2 separate regions of the Mus musculus genome follow, and region 2 is linked to region 1. The links are chromatin contacts, called in public Hi-C maps. All regions are on one chromosome and are shown on one strand. Each heading gives the region's core, a stretch centred on a gene start, on an enhancer-like site or on the middle of the called end of the contact. The rest is flanking DNA. Distances are from core to core; before and after follow the strand shown.

The links. Hi-C and Micro-C count contacts between places; a contact is called where the count stands out from the background.
Region 2: a contact with region 1 is called in a Hi-C map of cerebral cortex, with 4 times the contacts expected there. The contact joins two enhancer-like sites. A contact is called at or near these places in 23 of 484 Hi-C or Micro-C datasets (the G1E-ER4 cell line, the HL-1 cell line, MC3T3-E1-derived osteoblasts and 15 more) and 2 of 115 datasets of contacts at active chromatin or transcription factors (astrocytes and embryonic hindbrain).

What each region holds. Positions count from the first base shown.
Region 1 is chr4:44,319,409-44,322,341 of GRCm38.p6, reverse strand. All of the region lies in intron 8 of Melk (maternal embryonic leucine zipper kinase), which reads right to left. Among named protein-coding and RNA genes, the nearest start is that of Melk, 20 kb to the right of the region's middle. Within about 2 kb of position 1,426, at least 9 of the 459 cell types and tissues checked have an H3K27ac peak or open chromatin away from gene starts, as enhancers often do. A contact at or near this core is called in cerebral cortex, where this site is marked.
Region 2 is chr4:44,556,564-44,559,607 of GRCm38.p6, reverse strand. The region is part of intron 8 of Pax5 (paired box 5); the gene reads left to right. Among named protein-coding and RNA genes, the nearest start is that of Mir5120, 49 kb to the left of the region's middle. Within about 2 kb of position 1,352, at least 73 of the 459 cell types and tissues checked have an H3K27ac peak or open chromatin away from gene starts, as enhancers often do. A contact at or near this core is called in cerebral cortex, where this site is marked.

The DNA.
Region 1 (2,933 bases), core at 177-2,676:
CTCTTCCTCTCAACCCACACTCAACGCATCAGCATCCTGGCTGTGCTCACAATATCCCCAGCATCCTCATCTATCATGCACGCCTCCTGTGGCACCTGCGTGAGGCTGCTAACTGATCATCCAGACTGCATCACTGTGGCCTAGAGTCTAGTCTTCACTCATTACTGCTTACATTCTTTTCAAATAGTGGGACAGTCATGGCACCTCACCACTCCAAGCCTTCCCCCAAGTGGTTCCCCATCTGGCTCACGGTGGTCTGTTTCCGCTTCTTGCTACCTCTCAAACTCTCCATCTCCTAACTATAGACAGTCACTAGTGAAAGCAGCCTACCTCAGGCCTCGGCACTCAGTTCCCTCTGCCTGTCTGTCATGCTGTGCTGGGTGCCAGCAGAGTGTATGTGGCAGTCTTCCTCAGATCTCCACCTAATGCCAGTGAAGATCGGCCCACCCTGGCCTGCCCATATTTACCACAGCGCCCCACACCAGTCATTCCTATTTGCTTTACAGCCCTAGTACCACTCTCAATTTACACTTTATGCCTCACTACATTCAGACACAAGCTCCTTAATACGAGGATTGTGCCATTCTGTTGACCTGAACAGTGGCTGGTCCTAGTGTGCATAAGGTACTCAATTCATATTTTTTGACTAAAGGAAGAAATTAGACAAAAAGCATATATTCTAAAAGAAAGCAGGCAAAGAATACTGGCAAGGCATTTAAGTGGCCAATAAGCATGAAATTATATTCAACTAATGGAACAAAAACTTAGATATGGAGATGTGGCTCCGTTGGTGATCACTGCCTACCATGCGCAAGGCAGGGTCAGTCCCCAGCACTGTAGAGGACCAGGAGGAGCGGCACTCACCTATAATCCTAGAGACAGGAAAGCAGGTCAAGGCTACCCTACGATCCACAGCAGGTCCTAGGTCAGCCTGGACTATATGAGACCACTCAAAACCCATGGCTCAGTGGATAAAGGCACCAGCCACACCTGCTGGGCACCCACAATTCAATCCCAAACCCACACTGAGAAAACCTTTATGTGGTACTGCACCTGTTACCCCAGCACTTCTTCAAGGACACAGGCAGCCATCTGCCTATCCGCCTGCTTCTCACACACTTCAGCTTGCTCTTGCCACAGCGAGAAGAGATGGGCCTGCCTACCTGCTTATCAAATGGCCACCGCCTACCTGAGTGCCTGAGCAGACCCTGCTCTTCTGCCATGCCTTTCACTGGACAGGCTGTGCTCTGGGCACCCCCATGCTGACTGCTATAGGTGTCTGCTTAACCCTGACCCCCTTTACACCGAACTGTGCCCACCTGCAACTGTGAGAGGGCATATCTGAATCGTGTTAAGCCACCACCCTCAAGTCCTTGACTTTAGAAGCACTAAGCAACTCCCACAGCTTCCTTCAGGTGCCACTCTCCCACCAGCCTCTCTTCCCAAGGAAGAGTCTGGCTCCAGGTTCCCAGCTCTTCTGATACTCAAATATAGGCTCCTAACTACCAAAGTAAAAGAAATGTTATGCCCTTAAACTAACACCCAAAAGAATAAAAAATAAAAATAAAAGGAAGAAAGAAAAAAGGACCCAAACTGCTAGCTAAGGGTGGGAGTACTCCACAGTCTGTGTACCACTACCCCAGCGCGAGAAACTTCGAGCAGAAGCCTGTCTGTGCTTGGCTTGAGTGTGCAGGCTGGGGCTGCTCCCAATATCTAGTAAGTACAGACTGTGCTCTGCACACCCCAGTGCTCTGCGCTGCATCACCTACAGCAAAGAGTGAGCTCATCCCAAATATCAAGAAGAGAGCCAAGGTTAAGAAACATGTTACAGAACAGCGTATGTTGAAGGCTAGAAAAGGACGAGAGGGAGATGCAGCACTTTCTGCTGTGCTTATATAACTCAAGGAAGCCCACAAGTACACAGAGGGGTGATTTAAGCAGTAAGATATACAATACATCCAAAGACTAAACAGAGAAGACCTCAGGGAACAGTGCAGCGAGGAGGGGCAGCACCACAGAAGGCCCTGTGCCAGCCAGGGCTGTGCCCCTTAGTCCTGCTTCTTTATTTAAAGGGTGATTTCCTTGCAAATGAGAGCAAGAGCAACAGTGGGCAGAAGCCAAGTGGGAGGAGAAGGGGATCTCTGGGCTAAGGATAATCCTGGGAATTCTAGCAGCCTTCAGTTGTTCACTGTGTACATGGTGCTAAGAAAGGCAGGCAATCTCTCCAGCACACAATGACAGCACCATAGTCAACTCTATAAAATTATAAAAATGTAATCGCATAAAGAAACAAGTTACTCATTTCCCTTAAATTTGAAAGTAACAATTGGTAAGAAATTTTACCTTCTGACTATCCAACTTTGACTTCTAAATTATGTAGACCACTCTAATACTTGTATACCAGAACTGAAGTATGGTCATGCTTGTCTTCAAATACAGTGATAGCAAATGAATAGGTGACTTTAATAAGATTAAAACACAATCTCTAAGTGATCATGCTGAAAATTACATTTCAGGGTTTTGTTAAGATAGCCAACAAATGCAAGATACACAAAGGCTGCCTCTTAAATCAGTTTCACAATGTGTCAAATATTGCTGAGTTTTTCAATCAAGCCAAGATGAGAGGGTTGTACTAGTCCTAAGTGAGAATTTTTAGAACATTCTAGGCAGATACATACTGTATGCAAGTGATACGACACCTTAATTAGATTCAACCAGCAGACTGTATTACACTGCGACTCGGAACAATAGTTCTGAGTCAAGATTACAATAAATTTCAAAATCTATAATGTGTGAAATTAAATTCCACAATAATGCATAAAAATCCTAATTTGAATCAATTTTCAACTTGCAAATACATGAAAAACTAAAAAATAAAATTCAAAGTAGGAAAAACAAAGAATATACAGTATTAGTAAATAATATTAATTAAG
Region 2 (3,044 bases), core at 103-2,602, 240 kb before region 1:
AAGCAGGACCTCCCTCCCAGTAGGCTTCCTGTAAGTGAGTCTTAGAGAGGCCTGTTTGACCAACTTTCAAAGTGGATTCGAGCCACATCAGGCTGGCCTGGAATCCCGATCACAGAATACGGTGACTGTCACCATCTCTTGTAGTGCTGGACACATGGCCACCCTGCCCTTTGAGGCAACTTCACTGCCTTGGTGCCCTGCCCCAACCATGGAGTGGCCACACCCCTCCCCACCACAGCTGGGAACTGGGAGCCCCCAGAAGACAGTGCCTCTCTGGATGCATCCCAGACCATCCTTCCAGAGATGCAGTTCCAACCAAAAACGACCACTAGAAACATGAGCATGTAGCTGTTTTAACAGTGGGCAATGACAAACACCAGGTGAGGTTGCCAGTTGGCAGGTAAACTGGGACTGGCTTTGCTCTCAATGCATTGACCCAACTTGGGGGGCAAGGGAGAATCCTCATTTGTGAGCGACATTCTGCCTGTCTCCCCTCACACGTACTCTCATTCGTTCATTCATTCATTCATTCATTCATTCATCGGATCACAGGCTTGTCCGCATTGTTGAGCCCAGCTCACAGTGTGAACACAGACATGGCCAAATGACTCTGAAACTCGAACCTTCTATAAAGAGAAATACCCCATGTTTCATGTTCACAAGGGAGGGGAGCCAACTTGAACACGGTGTTTGGGAGTGGTTTCCTTGGAATGAGAGTCCCAGGAGGCAAAGGGGATACAAAGAGGCAAGGTCTGAAGGACACAGCAGCTGGAGGCTTGCCTGCCTGCGGGATATATGCCTGACTGGTGGCCAGCTCCGGCCTCATTCATCCTAGACCTCCCTGGAAAGGCTCCGAGAGAAGCCTGGCCCCTGGAAATCTCAGTCCTGAGCAGGGGCTGACCCTTGTGTACAAACAGGGGACTCGGGATTTAGGGGCAGGGAGGAGCAGGGAGGAACCCTGAATGGCTGCCTGCTTTGGAAATTTCTATGCATTTGTAATAACAAAATTACCATAATTTGCTCGTTAACGCAGCTAGATCAGTCAAGCATTGTTCCTTCGCAGGCGGGCTGGGAGGTGTGCGCCTCTCTGCACACTCCGCACACCCCAGCCAGCCTGCCAGCCCGTTGGAGCGCTAGAAATTAGCATGCAAATGGTCCTAATTCGGTGGGCGAGCTGTCAGGCAGGCCTCTCCGGCCTCGTCTCTGTGAAGGCCCTGACAGCCCAGCTCTGGAGCCGGCCCACCCTCCTCGCTCCAGCCAGGAGGAGCTCTGAGGGGCACCTCCAGACTGACAGCTTGGCGGCCTCCCTCCCTCCGCTAGCGCCATCAGGCCTGGCGGCGGACTCCCCGGGGAGCAAGCAGGGCCTGCCACCACGCTGGCCCAAGGCAGGCTAGCGGGTGGGCTGCGGGGGAGGCTGGCTTAGAGACACAGAGCCGTGTGGGAATGGAGAGGTGTCCCCTGACGCAGGGTCCAGTCCTAGCCGCCGATGGGCTCCCAGTGACCCCACGGGACTCTGCTCTACCCTCTCCATCCGCACTTCTGCGGGATGGTTGTTCAACTTCTGACTCCGGGATTCCCAGCTCGGAGGGAGCTGGGCTTCCTTCCATCTAGGCTTGTTGTCAGGACCCTCTCCTCAGTAGCGCCATCTGTCGGTTCTCCTTGGGAGGGAGTGAAGGGCTCACTTTGAAGAGGCAGCGAAATTACCTGGGACCTTCCCTGCAGTGCACCGTGCACCCCACGGACCCTGGGCTAATCCCTTCCACCCCTCAGCCCCCGCCTTTCACTGTCCATCTGGAGGTCAGCGGATGCTATCCCATTTCAGGGAGGATAGAGCTGGCGCATGCTTCCCCCTTCTGACTTGAAGTACTAGAATAGAGTCCTGTAGTGTCACAGAGCCCTTTTTGGAGGTGGGGCCTGACTTTGTTGCCCAGGCTAGCCTTGAACCCCTGAACGTTTCTATTTCAGTTGTTTTGTGCTGCCGAAGGTGGAACCCGAGGCAAACTCAGTCAAGGAACCACACTCAGATTCCTGTGAAGAGAAATGGTAGATAGGTGACCCTATCCGTGGCGTGTGACCCATGGCCTGTTCCGGTTTCCCTGGGGTGTTCTCAGGCTATCTCTTAAGGCCCTGTTCCTTCTCCTGTACAGACAGAACCTCTTGCCGGGACTCAAAGTTTGGTGAGTGGAAAGCAGGTTAGGTCTTAGTCCCCAGGACCTGTCTGTCACCTGGCTGTTCTTGTTCAGTAAGCAACACAGTCATCCAGGCCAGAAGACGGCGTCAGACCCCAGAATTACGAACAGTTGTGAGAAACTCTGTGAGTGGTGGGAACCGAACCTGGTCCTCTGGAAAAGCAGCCAGTGCTCTTAGTGGCTGAGCCACATCTCTACTCCTTATGGGGCCTTTTATACCACTGGGTAAATGAAGAGGTGAGAGGGATCCTAAGAAACCCAAAGCCCGGGCTTCTCCTGGCTCTCTGGCTCTGAGCCTGGACTCCTGCGGCATCTCAAGGCTGCTTCACGCTCAGCACGGGCACAAGGCCCACGCTCGTGGGAATGTTAGCTCACCTTACATAACCTGTTCATCTATCCAGGAGGCACACAGACAGAGCTTGGCACCAGGATGCTCCGTTCAGTCCCCGGAGAAGCCTCTCTCCTCCCTTCCCACCAATAGAGTCTGTTTGGTTGGGGTGGGGGGTGGGGCATGGGAAGAAACTTGGGCACTGTATCAACCTCTCAGATCCAGCCAATCACAGGACCCCTGGCACCATGGCAACATCTCAGGGGCTCTCCTGCTTCCACTCTGAGACCTGCTGGGAGCTTTTGAAGTTCTCTGCATGAGTTGGCACAGAGGCTTGCCAACTTAATTTCTGTTGAAGAGAGGATTGCAGGGCTCCCCCTAGTGGACAAGAGAAATGCCTCACTCCATACACTACACCACACACACACACACACACACACACACACACACACACACCCCTATCCTGGTTTACTCAGTCTTCATATCTATTCTCTGCCAGAATTCTTACCACAACCTCAAAGTCACAT